Linked DNA regions of Athene noctua: region 1 is linked to region 2. Evidence: chromatin contacts called from public Hi-C data. All regions are on one chromosome and are shown on one strand. The core of a region is the stretch at or near the end of the contact, and the rest is flanking DNA. Distances in the headings are between cores, read along the strand shown. Region 1 holds the start of HSPA9 (heat shock protein family A (Hsp70) member 9). Region 2 holds the start of SIL1 (SIL1 nucleotide exchange factor).

Region 1 (6,701 bases), core at 1,597-4,096, 370 kb before region 2:
CTGTGTAAAAAATGTAACAGGGTGCCGTCAAAAAGCACTGCCTCCAAGAATGCTAGTTTGGACATTCCACTTCTAATAACGTTACTGCAAGCTGACATTCATTTTTTACTCACTTTTGCTTGTTTTCCTTCCATGACTGCCACGCAGGAGTTTGTTGTACCCAAATCAATTCCAATAACGGCACCTTTAATTGCTTCTGAGCTGTAAAGCATATTATGAGAAAAATAAAATTACCACTAAAGGAAAATAACTGAACAGCAAAAAAACCTTTCTATCCTGAAGACAGGATAAAGTGGTTTTTCACTAGATGCTGAAGCAAATACACACTGTAATCTGACCTAAGGTGTTCTCTGACTCTTACACTGGAATATAACCTTATGCCTCTGTGTTCAATCAGATCACTTATAGGCAAATGCTCACTTGTTTAAGTAACTGTATAAAATATTATTCTTCCCCAGAGTAATCTGTACTACATATATTCTCAACATCTCTTAAGATTCTGACATAAAACAAAGTCATAACTAATTCTGTCCCTACACAGACAGGACTTGTTTTGGGTTACCTTTGACCTTCACACTTGTTTTAAAACATCCACCCAGAGTCAAAACGCTAATAATAAATTGGTTTATTTATCATTGATTAGCACAAAGAATACACAACGATAAAAAAATACTCAACCTACGCAGGGTTCTCTGAGCCAGAGATAACTTTTTGATCCTGAGGAGCAACAAATTAATTCTGGAATGGAAGTTGTTCTTACACAAGACAAATCTGAACCTCCTCCTTTGTAGGAAGGGTGTCTTACCCCTTTCAAGGCTAGAGCGAACTCCTGTATCATACCTTTGCGTTATAAACAAAGTCATGTTCTGGGATGGAGAAAGCATCCTGAGGGCAGAGCAGGACCATGTTTATTCCCAGGCTATCACCCTCTCTCTCCAAGGTGCTAAGTTGCTCTAACTCCACATCAAATAACATAAAGTGGTGATCTTGGAAACGTGCAACTGCTCGGTTTCTCTGTGCTAACCAGAACTGGGCAGTTTTCCTAACACAAACACATTTCCCATTCTGTGTCCTGAATCAGCATCAACCACAAAACATCTGACAAAGTTACACAACTAACTGCTACTCTCTACCCATTATCTTCCAACAAGAAAAACAAATGATTAAAATGCATGAGCCATTTGAAATAAACTTTATCTGTAGTGAAATGGAGCCCTGCATCACTCTTGTTTCATGCCAGCGTAAAACAATTTGTCCCATCAACGTTTGGGGTATTTTTTTGTTTGTTTTGTATTTTGGTTTGGGTTTCTTTTGTTTGTTTTAAATCAAACAAATCTCAATGATCCACATTTTGTTGATGCTACTGTTGGTGGGAAAACAGGGGAAGAACAGTTCCCCTGAAAAAAACAAAAGAAAGAAACAGTCTTAGAAAAGTTACACGCATAGGTTCTGGTTTTATCTTGCTGGCTTTACTCCATCAGTCCACCTGTGACTCCATAATCAGTTGTGGAGGAGAGTAGATATAAATCTCAAACGGCCAAACATGAAAAAACAAGGAAATACTTACGCATATTTTCTGCTGGATGCTGCTCTGAGAACATTTTGACTGAGGCCATTCCAGAATGTCTATAAAATGAAGACATTCTAATGAAAATTCAGTTTTAAACATTAAGTGATCTTCAAGTCAAGACTTTCAAAGGTAAACAACTTCGGAAGCAACACAGTCCTTCTACAACGTTTTATTTTCAAAAATTTTAAGTGCAAGCTAAGGGAGAATTTGAGAAAGATTCAGAATACCATCAGAAACTAACTACTACACTTCCTCATCTGGAATAACCTTGATCTCTGTTACCAAAATAAAGCTGTTTCCCTCACAAAACAGTCTACAAATATACCACCAGGCAAAAGACATTTCAGCAATTAACTCTGAAATTTCAGCTTTGAATGAACAGCAGCAGATAAACATTAACTCCATTTCTCCAAGCTTTATGCGTGGTCAGCAGCAAATGACCTACTACATCCCTCGAAGAATCTGCAGTCGAGATTTTACAGTGACTCTTTAAACCTTCTGCAGTGGCCGTAACTCTGAGCATGCAAGTCAGTATCTTGGAGAAGCCCAAAAGCATTACTCCTTTTTCTGAGAGCGAGATTTAAATAAAACATCTTAAAGAGAAGCAGGACCACACCAAGACAGGAATATTTTGCTAACTCTTCGAGAACCTGGCCTAGCCGCGCCCCGTGCGCGGGTAAGGGTGAAGGGCCGGGAGGGAGCAGGCCGGCCCCGCGTCCGGATCCGAGGCCTGCTCGGGGCTGCGGGGCCTGGCGCCCGTGCCCGCTCACAAACCGCCGTCCCGTCCCGCCCCATCTCCGCTATCATTTTCAGACGGTGGGTGAGGAATTGTCCAATCTCACGACAAACTTCCCTGAAAACAGGCCCCGGCACGCGGAGCGCGCTCCCGGTGCGCCCTCCCCACCGGCTGCCGCTACGCCCCACGCTCCGATTCACAGTTTTCCCAATAAAATCTCCCCAGTACTGAGACACCCCAAGGGCCAGCGGCCCGGGCCCGGCGCCGCCGGGGTCGTCCCTCGGACGCTGAGAGCGCCCCCCCGGCCTCCCGCCATGCCCCCCCGGCCTCCCCTCGTCCCTCGGCGGCCCCGGCCGCCCCCCGCGCACCTGCGCCAGCCCGGGGGGCGCGGGAGCGGGCGCGGCGCGCGGCAGGAGCAGAGGGAGGCGCGCGGCGGCGCGGCTGGCGCTGAGCATGGCGGGGCGGCGGCGGACCGGGCCGGCGGCGGAACGAGGGTGCGCGCGGTGCCGCGGCTCTTCTGGAAACCTCCACCCACGTGGGCCGCGGGGGGGTGAGATTGCGCCGCAGGACCCCCGGCGCGGGCTGTCGCGGCGACCGCCTGATCCTCCCGCTCCTTTCGGCGCTCCGCTCGGACACCAACACCCGGAGAGCGGCTGCGCGCTGCCTTTGTGAGACCGTGAGAGAGCTCGCTACCTCGGCCGGCGGGGACTCGGGCGAGAAACGGGCGCCGAAGAGGCCGAGTGCACACCGGCACAGCTCAGGACAGCCCGGGTCCTGCGGGCGGCCGCGCACTCAAGGTCGGACAGGATAAAGCGCAGAGCGATTGCAGCGGCCTTGCGTCAGGACGGGCGGCGCGCATGCGCGGCTCGGCCCGGGACCCGCCTGCGCGGCCGGCGCTGGTGCTGCAGCGCATGCGCGGGGGGAGAGGGGGCGGGCCGTCCCACTGCGGCTGCGCAGGCCGCGGGAGGAGTGCGCGCATGCGCGATGGGGCGGGGGGCCGCGATGGGGCGGGGGCCGCGGGCAGTCCCGGGTGCCGGGCCCGTGGGCCGCTTTGGTCCCGCTCTTCGGTTGAACTGAGCCCCGGGGCTCGGGAGCGTGGGACACGGTCCACCCTGAGGCCGCCCCCTGCGGGCGGGGTGAGCCGCGGGCCCGCCAGTGCAGGGCCCGAGCCGCCGCACGGCTCCCAGGAACGGTGGGGGCACGGCCGAAGGCAAGGCTGTACCAGTTTGGCACGCAGCAGGTCTCTCTGTCTGCGGTGTGTCTTCATTTCTTCCCCAGTTATGCCAGTTTTATGACTTTTCCCCAAAGGCACATTCAGCTAAACCCCTCTGGAAGCTAGAAGTGTGGAGCCCAGCACCGGTGCTCCACCAACGCGGGCTCAGACGCGCTCCCCGCTTCCCGAAAGGCCGCCTTCCCGCCCGCTGGGGATGCCTGGATTGCCCGTGGAAGCTCATCGTTTCCCCAGCACCGGCTCTCCCGAGGAGCAGCATGGGCCGTGGCTGCTCGTCCCCGCCAGCACTGCGGGTTTGGGACGGGTCCCTGGGTTAGGCGGAGGGGAAGGCAGGGCTCGGCTGCCTGTTGCTGCGTGAGCGGGTTCATTCCTGGGGTTCGGGACCATCGCTGGGGCCCGGGAAATACCAGCCGGTATAACTGCGCCAGGATTAGCGTGCACCCAGGATAACCGCTCAGAGTGTTTCTGCGTGGCTCAGAAAAACCTGACTTGCTCGCTAGGGCATCTTTGCGTATGTAAATACGGAGTCCTGGGATGGGCCACCTCTAATCCAGCCACGTAGGAGGAGGGTACGTACGAGTGTCACCCTCTCTCATCGCCAGAAAGGGGCAGCAGCCAGCCGTGCTAGCGCTGCTTCCAGGCTGCTCCTGTGAATCATAAGCCTTGGAGAATGACAGCTTAATTCATATCACTAACAACTCCCAAGTTTTGGCAAGGCTGCAATTAAAACACTAACGCACTTAGAAGCGGCTCTCTGGGAGCTCTGTCTGCGCCACTCCTCCCGCACTCATCTCCGAGGGGAGAAAGGCAGCATGTGCCATCCCGCAGCAAACAAGCCCTTCACCCTGGGCCCTGACAGGAGTCGCTCAGACAGCTGCTGACAAAGCAACAGGCGAATCTGTTTCAGCAGTCTCTGCAGAGGTGGTAAAAGAGGAAATTCTCCTGCTCGCAAAATCCCCCCTCCGGCTGCTTGTAAGGAGACAGATGTGATGTGCAGCAGCTGTGGGCAGGGCACCTCGAGGTCTGGCTGACTTTAGGTATCAGTGCCTGCGTGTCTGCCTTCCAGGCACAGCAAACAGCAGGCCGTGAGGGCCCTCAGAACGCCCAGAAGTCCCCGGTAAAAAGCCAGCAGGCAAGTTGAGTCTCCCCTCCTGAGATGAGAGATGCTCATTAAGAGTCACAGCTTTGGGCTTCAGATTGCCCTTAGTTGTTGCCCTCAGCTGCACCACTTGCGGTGTCCTTTGCACCTTCTGCTCTCCCCCTGCAAGAGAGCCACAGCTTCCAGCTTGCTGGCTTCAAGTGACCAGAGGATGCTCTGCATCAAGCAGGACTGGCCCCTGAGCTTGCCCTTACTTGCCCTTGAGCCTTCCTAAGGAAAGGCAAAAAACTGTGAGGGACTGCCAGGGAGGGAGGGTGATACTATTCCTCTCGGACAATCTGCAGCAAGGACCAGGTACCAGCTGCCCACAACCCAGTGACACAGAAACAGTGTGAAGGAGCTGCCCTGTGGGGACCCAATTAATTTTCTCCCTGTTAACTGTTGCCAGACACAAGGCTGCTTTGAAGCACTGCAGAGACTGGTCTCGCAGCGAGGCAGCCCTTTGGCAGCTGCAAACGTAGGGCTCCACGTGGATGTCCTGTCCCCGCTCCCACAGAGATCAGCAGCAGAGCATTTGCTTGATGCCTGCAGGAGCAGAGTGGGGCCATAACTCCTTTCATACAAAGCCTCAAGCCACTTGGCTGCATTTGTCAGCTCCATAGGCATCTGTCTCAGAAGGATGTCACTGTAAATGGCAAAAATGCAAGGAGGTTATACACAGTTTTCAGTGGAAGAAGCACATTGAAGGCATCTGCTCGTGCTGAGGCAGGCCGGGGCTGCTGGCAGTGTGACAAGGCCTGCAGGGATCTCTGCATTAGCTTCTCCACCTTCATTATTTCCCACTGGCAAAGATTTAAGGGCAGCTCCTGATCTTTGGCTCCTAGGTGCATTGGAGTTACCCCGAGCGATGACAGCATGACTTTAGGTGACCCAGTGTGAAAAGGCTTGCTGAGGTAGCTGCCAAAACAGCTGCCCTTCAGTTGCTTTGCTGCCCACCAAAACAGAGTCTAATAGAAAAAGCAGTGATGGATCAAACACAGCGTGGCATCAGGCTGCACCCTGAGTCAGGGTGAATCAGAAACTGAGTCTACCCCACACTCAGTGCGCAGGAGGGGAAACTCGTATATGAATTCAGGGTTATCCCCACATGCTTAGTGAAGGGCTGGCTGGGGGAAAGGAGGGCTGGAGTGATGAGAAGAGGGCAAAAATAAGCCCTCCCATTTGCAGAGGAGGAAGGGATGCAGGCGTTTCTCTTCAGCTTGGGTGTTTAATAGCTCCTATGTACCAGTGTTGTAATGAATCATTAGTCTGATGCTTGGCTGGGTAATCATCTTGGGGGCATCGCAGCAGGGACACAAGGGTTGGGGTGGGCATTCAACACAGAGCTGGTCAACCCCACAGCAGCCTTCCAGGCTTCCCTGGTTTCAGCCCCATGATGCCAGTGAGGCTGGCAACAAGCATCAGCCTGTAGAGCATCACAAAATAATTCAGAAAGCAACACAGAAGCAACAAACCAGCAACAAGACAGTTGTGACGGCTGCCCATGAGTCTGCCAGCAGCTCACCAGACCTTCTTCCTACAGTGCATGTGGCAGAGACCTGTCACTCAGCTGAGGATGCAGGCGACCGGAGGGAGCAGAAAACCACATCTCGCCCCTATACAATTGCAGCTGCCGTAATAAGGATCTGAGATGCCTCCAGGAACCATAATAATGAGGGCAATTAGTGTGTTACAAATGAAAACTTCCAAATGCTCTACTCTGTTGATTTTTTGACCCTGATCTGAAGCGACTGAGGTACAAAGAGAGAGTGATTTTGGGAAGGATGCTGTGGCTCTGAAGGCTGGTCTCAGCCCTGCTGAGAGGATGGGCTGGCTTGAAGGTCACCCATAGCCAAGCTGTGCCAGGGTGGGAAGGCTGACGGGGCTCAGCCAGCTGACCTCGGGGCAGGGGAAGCCCTGAGGACCCTCCGTTATGGGCTCATGTAAGTGCATTGACACCAATCTCCCCTCTGCCCTTTGCTGAGCAGGGCTGGATGCATCCTCTCCCCTTGGCTCACAGTGGGCT
Region 2 (7,702 bases), core at 2,259-4,758:
TGAGGACTGGGCTAAAAATGCAGCACTGTGACACCACACTCCAGCTGCAAAGAGCTAAACATCACTATGTGATCTAAGAACATAATATTCCTAATTCTGGTCTGGAAAACCATGCTCAGTGCTGGGTACCACCCCTAAGAAAGTCACCAACAAACTGGGGCATCTGGGCAACAAGGGGTGCAGTCAGCAGTATAAAACATGCAGCCCCATAGCAGTTGTTGAGGGTTTCCCCATCTCTGCTCCCTCCAGGGTCATTATCAGCTCATGGCATTTAACTGCTGTTTACAGGGACAAGCATCCCTTGGGCTTCCCATTCTATGATGGCAGGAGACAAAGTGGCACACTTAATTTGCTGCAAGGGCTTGTTCAGGGCCACAGCAAGGGCAAAGGCCCAGAATTGCTTGTTCAGGGCCAAAGCAAGCACAGAGCCCCAGAATTGCTTGTTCAGGGCCAAAGCAAGCACAGAGCCCCAGAATTGCTTGTTCAGGGCCAAAGCAAGCACTACATAAGTATATAAGGCTCCCCAAGGCTGGGCTTTCAAGTCCCAGAAGGAACCTGTCCCCACTTCAGATCTGCACTAACATCCACCGCTGCCCAGTCTGGAGCTGAGTATCTCTCACTTGGCCTCAAGACAGGGGCCTGGACAAGGAGGTTTTTCCAGCCTTCCATTTCATTTTGGCATCCTCCATCTGGCTGCTCCTCCACTACTACAGCAGCGACATCTTAGAGCTAAATTAACAGCCTTCTCTTCCCAAAAAAACAACAGAGCTCCTCACCCTGACGAAAAGGCACCCACCCAGCAATGCAGAACGAGCACAGTCATAACCATTCCAATTCACATCTTTTAACTTTCATAAATTAAGCTCTTCAGCTCAATTTGCACCAAACTACTTTGGCAGTGAAGACACCTTCCCAGGCCCTGCAGGGCGAGAGACACTGGCCTGGGCTGCCCGTGGGGAAGGGCAAGGGCCCCTCCTCCCCCCTTACCCCCAAACAGCCCTACCGACCTGTGCAATGGGCTCTAGCCCATAAGGGTCATCACCCAGCCCAGCGGGCCAGCCCTCCCTGCCCCAGACAGAATAATTTGAGGCAAGGATTGCTGAAAGCAATTGAAAACATCAAAACAAGGTGATTAAAAGTGGGCGAGAGTAGCTGCACCAAACCCCAACTGAAGGCTCTGGGAGAAACCCAGCAAGGGAGTAAGATCTACAAATCTTATACAAAAGTGGGGCTGAACTTCCAGGAACGTTTAAGATTTGCCAATGACTCATGAGGATTTGAGGGGTTTTTCAGTCAGAGCTTTAGGAGCAAGCTGCCTCATGAACTGCAGCCAAAAGAGATTTGACAAAGCCTTCGTCAGCACGTGCTGTCTCCTTTCATAGGGCTGTTTCCCAGAAGATCCCAAGTGTTGTGTCATTTTTCACTTCAGGTGCTAAGAATATCTGTGTGTTAATAAAAAATAGTAACTGGTTTCATAGGGAACCTATCAACAAAGCACTCGACAAATCTTAATTAACGCTGATTCACCTACTTCACGAGTGCAAGTTAAACATTATTTCTCAGAGGGGGAAGCTGAGCAGTAAGAGAGCTGAGGTGGGTTATAAAAGCCACTGAGGGAGTCAGTAGCAGAGAGGATTAGCACATAGAAAGGCTGACTATTATCCCTAAATTTATCCCAATAATCCAGTGACTTGCAAATTCTCAGGGTATAGCTGACGTGCTTTCAACCACACCTGTCCAGCTTGACATCGGTATTTAAGTAGCCTTACAACTCCTCACCAAGTAAGAGCAGGCAGAGAGGGTCTGAGGGTGCTGGAGAATTTTTCAGGTGTTTTATTGCTCTGGCTAAAAAAATTCTCAACTGAAAAAAGGAGAAGGTGGCAACAATAGCATCAGCACTGATCTCGTGTTGCTCTAGGGCACAGGGATGTCACTGCAGGTCCAAGGGCTGTTCTGATAACTCACTAGGAATTGCCAGTTTCCAGCTTACTTCTTTAAAAGGAACATATCAGTATCCCTTCAAATCTACTAAATATGTGGCCACACAGACCGCAGACCACAGGAACTTGCAGACGGGGCACTCACACCTCTGTTATGCACTTCTACATCAAAGTTTCCGAGGCAAGACTTTGGATGTCTTCACCATATAAATGCCTTGGAGGCTGCTGGAAAAAATACCAGCACGGGTCATTTTACGGGAGAGTTGGGGGAAAGAAAAGCCGAAAAATAAGTCCATCCCTTAACAATGCTACTTGCAGAGCATTCAAAAGGATCACACAGAACAGAAACACTGCAGTAGGATGTTTGGTAAACGGCAGGGTGTGTCATCGGCTTCTAAGCCGTAGGGACTTATCTGCATTTAAAAGGCTTCCTACCACAGCTGTACGCTGGGGCAGCCTCCTCACACAGAGCTCTACCAACAGAAATGTCTGTGCAGATTATACTCTTTTGGCAAGCAAATTAAACAGTATCAGTGAAGTCATACTTTCTGCCTCTAAGGCATATTTGTACTAGGTTAGTTCTATCAGCAAAACACTGTAAAAATAAATAACTTGCCCCTAAGAAATTGTGTCTACAGAACTTGTTAGTGTAAAGCCAGGCCATCTTGTGAGGCGGGTAGTGTTGATTATTTGTCAAAGATTACTTCTAATGCGAGTGTTAGTCAACCACTAAAGTTAAACACTGTAAGGCAATATTCCAAATATTGTTTATATACAAAATCCCATTTGCTCAGGCTCAGTTTTCACTCCCTGGCTTTATGCAACATGCAATTTCACTAGTTCTCCAGCAAGAGAGCCATATGCAAGCTTGTACCAAAATAATTAAACAGTTTAAAACTCAGGCCTCATGTTACCGAGTGCATACCCAGAGGAAAAATCCATTTTAACAGCCCAGAGCTACACCAAAGGTACCAGCACACTGTCACTCCAGAACTGCCCGAGTGCAAAGGGGGCCTGCAGTCACCCAGCCCATCCTCAGGTGCAAGGCAGATTCCAAACTGCTCCTGTTTTGTTGAATTTGTATTTAAAATCTTTCAGGGTAAGGGATTCTCATCTGCCTGAGCACCTTGTCCCACATTTTGTGGGCAGGCGCCCGCCACAAGGCCCTGATTTTCGGTCACTTCTAGAACAGGACAGCCCAGGCAACTGTCTCCGCTTACCAGCCCTGCCGAGGCAGGCCGAACCCCCCGAGTTTAGGTCAATCGCCGTTACTCCTCTCCGGGCCCTGCGCCCCCAGAGCCCGGGCAGGGCCCCCTCTGCGGGAGCGCAGGGCGGCAGGCGGCCCCCGCCCCAGCCAGGCCTCATCACCGGCTCTCCCCGAACGAGGGAACCGGCAGGGCCCGCTCCGGCGCGGGAGGCGGCGGCCGACCGCCGGCCCCGAGCAGCGGCCCAGGGCACCGGGGTCCGGGCCAGCGCCCCCGCCGCGGCCCCCGCGCCCCCCCACTCACCGCTCCGCACTGCGCACGCTCCGCTCAGCCCCCGCCCCGGCCAATCCGCGCTCGCCGATGCGGTGGCCACGCCCTCGGCCGCGCCCCCTCCCGTGAGGCGGGGCCGCCGCGCTGGCGGCCCCGTGAGCGGCCCTGGCGGGGGGCGGCGGCTCCGTTCGCCCTGGCCGTGGGCACGCTGCCTGTCCCGGGCCGCGGACACCAGCCCCGCCGAGGCGGAGCCAGGCCCCGAAGAAATTCGGTCGCCCTGAGGGAAGGACGGGCTGACTGACCGTCGCCTTTCCGTACCGGTTTTAGGGAAAAAAGGGTAAAATAAATGGCTTTCCCGAGTAACGTCTGCTTGCTTTCGGCGTGGCCTTACGCCGCGAGCACCGGGACCTTTCCTCGCCGGGCGGCGGCCCTCGGGCTCGGGTGGTGGGGTGGAGACCGCCCTCCCGGTGTACCCCCTCCCCCCCAGCCCCGACCTGGGGGAGCCCGGAGCCCCCGGGGTGCAGCCGGGGAAGGGTGCCTGGCCCCTGGGCCTGTCCTGCCCGCTGCAGCCTCGACCCGCCTGTGCTGGGGCGACCTGAACTCCCCGGCCCCCGACGGGCTGTGGGGAGGAAGGTGGTAGGATTTGCGAGGTTCGGGAGATGTGGTTGGCCTTACACATCACATCTTCCCTGCCGCCGGCTGCTTCAGCACCCTCTTTATTTTTCACACGTTTTGAGGGAGGTGGTGAAGTTTCAGGTAAGTACAAGGGTGTTAATTCACAGCCTTGGACCATGCTGAACTGAACAAGAGGCGAGAAAGTCGGATGGGAAGGCACGGGGGCTGCTGGAGGCCTGACCCCGTGGGTCCCCTCTGCCTCATTAGCTTGTAGCACCCTGCTGATTAAAACGGGGTGCCAAAGCATTTCCCACCCTTTTCCCCGCTGGTGACTGAGTGATGGCATTGCAGAAATGACAGAAAACCCCCAGTCAGGAGCTACGCAACCGTCCTCCCCTGCAAGGGCTCGGCTGGGCCTGAGGGTGCCCGTGGGCTCCACCACACACCAGGCAGCAGCCAAAAACACCCTTACAGCCCCAAAATTAAACCTGCACTGCCTAAATATCCAGCAAGTGACAACTGACAGGATGGCACAGCATAAGGCAACCTGTGGGAAGCTGCATGCCCGCTCTGTCCCCTGGGCCCGTGGCCCCGTGGCTCCACTCACCCGTGTGCTGTGTTTTGCTGCCAGCACCCACAGACATCCTGGAGGCAGAGGATTGGTTGCAAGCAAATCTCAGGTTTCACTGCCAGTAAATTAAATGTTTTCAGTCTTTCTAGGTTAGATGTAAACACCTCGTATTCAGAATCTGGAATCATAACCCATCAGGAGTGCTTCACAGATTTATAGAGGCTTATGTTTTTTATTGGGGTTTTATGATTTTTCAGGCAGGTATGTGATATCTGGCAAGACGTAACTCCTGGCCTTTGGATGTGTGAAAGTGCTGCCATACTCTAACCTCTTCTTTCTCTTCCTATTGGGGCTCTGGGCCTGCTTGGCTGCTGAAGCAGCATTGCCACCAGCTCAGGACAGGGCTCATCTCTGCCCAAACCCTGCTGTGGTCTCTCTGGTGGGGCAGGCAAGCTGGATCCTGCTCTTCCCCTTGTTTCTGCCAGGTGAAACGGCACTAATGGGTTGATCAGTCATCTCTCTGCCAGCCCCCTCTTTCAGACACAGCAGGAGCAGCAATAAAACCTCTTCATGCACCAGACCCAAGGCTGGCAGTCAGGCAGGGCTGGCCTTTCCTCTGCTTGCAGCTCAAGAGCCAAATGCCAGCTGGAGCACAGGGAAGAGGAGTTTCGCCCCAAGTTGCAGCCTGATAGCGATGCGGCAGGGTGCTGGGACTCCGGCCTCACTGCCCCGTGACAGCCCCAGGCGGTTTGGGAAGTCTTGATGAGATGTTTGGTCCATCATCACAGAGAGCAGCGATGCTGCATCCTGGGGCGATACCAGCCTAATCCCACCGTCTGAAACCACTCGCACATCAAAGAGATTAGAAAACACACTCTGCATGTATTATCTTTTGCATTTCAAGTTCTTCTGTTTGATCTGATGGGATGCAGGGGTTTTTTTTTCAAAGGTATTGGAGAAGATGGGTGTGATAGAGTAATTTAGGGCTGGGAGTAATTTTTCATCAATGTACTTAAAGACAATCACAGCACTAGGAGGGAGGCCTAATTGTGGAGTTGTGTAATTAGTTTTTATGTCACTGCAATTATTCTGTTGGCTACATATAAAGAACATGGCAAAATGCAGCACTTAATTTTAAATCAAGACTTGATTCTCTTTTAGTAGGTAATTGATGTTGATCACATCACTTAGCAGCGACTATAAAATGTGCTATTTAGATTGTAAAAGGATGGAGAAAAGGACTAAGCAGATAGGTAATTGATGGATTGCGGGCTGCATTGGTGGGAGGCAGCATTAATCCTTCAGACTTCAGTTGTCTTTGTTTGCAGCCACTTCTGGGCATCGTTAGTGGCCCAGAGCGTTAATGAGCACAGAGCCGCTGATTCCCCAGCATCACAAGCTGCAGTAAACGGCTGCTCTGCCCCCGGACAGCAGCATCAACAGATGAATTTGCACTTAACGCAATTGATTCCTTCTGTTTAAATACCTTCTTTTAAGGGCAAGCTTTGCTCAAAGCAGCTCGGCTTTGAGCGTAGTGTGGGATTCAGGGCTGGGTTCTGTCTGCTCCTCTCTCCCAGGCAGAGACAACCAGGCACCGCTGCCCAGGTCCCGCAGGCTGCCTGCTAGCCCAGAGCCACTGGTATCCCCAAATACCGTGCCACCGGCACCTCAGTCTTCCCTTATCAATAGCGCTGAGCTGTTCAAAAGAGGAAGTCAGAAAAGCTGAGGGTGCAGAAAGGGGTTATTCCCTGCAGAATGGCACTGACATCTTCTCAGTCAACAGCTTCACAAGTTTAACAGTGAACTAGACTAAGAGCCTAGAAAAGTTGGGCCAGTCCTAGGCCTGAGCAGCAGGGAGAGCTTGTTTAACCCCAGGCAGGATGATACGAAACTTGCCCTTGCTTAGCACAAGCCCAGATCAATAGCATGACACTGTGGTGTGATTCACTGTCACAATAAAGTCAATAAAACTTTTCCTTGCCTTTGCAGTTGGGCCTAATTACTTGATTTCAAGGACTGCTGCTTCCTGAGTACGAGCTGGAGGTGAGACAGTACAGTCACTGCAGGGATGGTGCAGGGAGGGTGACTCCTGGGCTATCAGAAATTCAGATTTTCTTCAGGAGAAGGCATGTGGGTTTGTGACCAGGACTGCCACGTGCTTGGCTGGAGCCACCTCTTCTCCTCAGAGCCTTCCTCAGGGCCATATGGCTTCTCCATCAGCTCAGCTCTGTCCTGAAGTTGGTCAGAAATGGAATTACCCAGCTGGTGCCAAATACCCCCAGACACATAATCAGACATCCAATTTAAGTCCAAAAGCAAAATCAAGTAACAAGGTTCCATTGCTGTGAAGTTAAGCAGCGCTGCTCCTTACCAGTTAACTCTTAGTTTTTGGTGGTTTTTTCATGCTAAAGTACCTGCAAGTAGCTTTCGTTTGGGGCAGACCCAGAAAAAAGCCCTGAGATGCTGTTTGAAGCAGAGCAGAGGGAGGCACAGACATCTGCAGGCAGCTGATGGGCACTGGGGAACCTCCTGTCCCCACCACACCAGGGCTCTCCCTGATCACCCTGCCGCCTTCACGGGGCTCCTGCACCGAGCTGCTGTCAGCAGGAGGGGTTGATTGCCCTTTACCGCCTGGGAGGACCTCAGGACCATGAAAGGTATCATTCTCCTGGATAAGCAAACTCCACAGGCTGCAGGACACTCATTAGGTTGAGTTTCCAGGTGGCCGGTCTGGGCTTTGCACTCCACACTTGCACCAAAATAGATGGATTTGTGGCCAGACAGTCACTGGGAAGAGAGTCCTACCAGAATTTTTGTCTGAAACACTTTTCCTCTTCAGCCTTTACTTCCCCTCAACCTTTTGTGTTGTGCCGTAACTCCAAAAGATTAGATGAAATTCAGGCTCCAGTGGGTGTAATTAACGACCTGCAGCTCTGGCATCATGCTGCATTCCCTCCCAGCCTGCCCTGGCCGGCCTCACTGCTGCCAGAGAGCTGGCAGCAGCCACTTTCCACACTGAGATGATGAAACACGTCTTTACAACCCAAGGATTGAGTCATAACCCAGTCTGAGTTCAAAGCAGACAATTTTTGCAGCACATA

Evidence for each region. A called contact is a pair of places that touch in the nucleus more often than the background predicts.
Region 1: a contact with region 2 is called in a Hi-C map of liver, with 5 times the contacts expected there. The contact joins the promoter of HSPA9 here to the promoter of SIL1 in region 2. A contact is called at or near these places in 2 of 2 Hi-C or Micro-C datasets (heart and liver).

Annotation. Positions count from the first base shown.
Region 1 is chr12:5,267,575-5,274,275 of bAthNoc1.hap1.1, reverse strand. HSPA9 (heat shock protein family A (Hsp70) member 9) reads right to left here and starts at 2,846. Exons shown (of 17, transcript XM_074915891.1): 1 at 2,675-2,846; 2 at 1,568-1,626; 3 at 114-201. The coding sequence starts at 2,761.
Region 2 is chr12:4,897,539-4,905,240 of bAthNoc1.hap1.1, reverse strand. It overlaps SIL1 (SIL1 nucleotide exchange factor), which reads right to left and starts at 3,508. Exons shown (of 10, transcript XM_074915812.1): 1 at 3,449-3,508.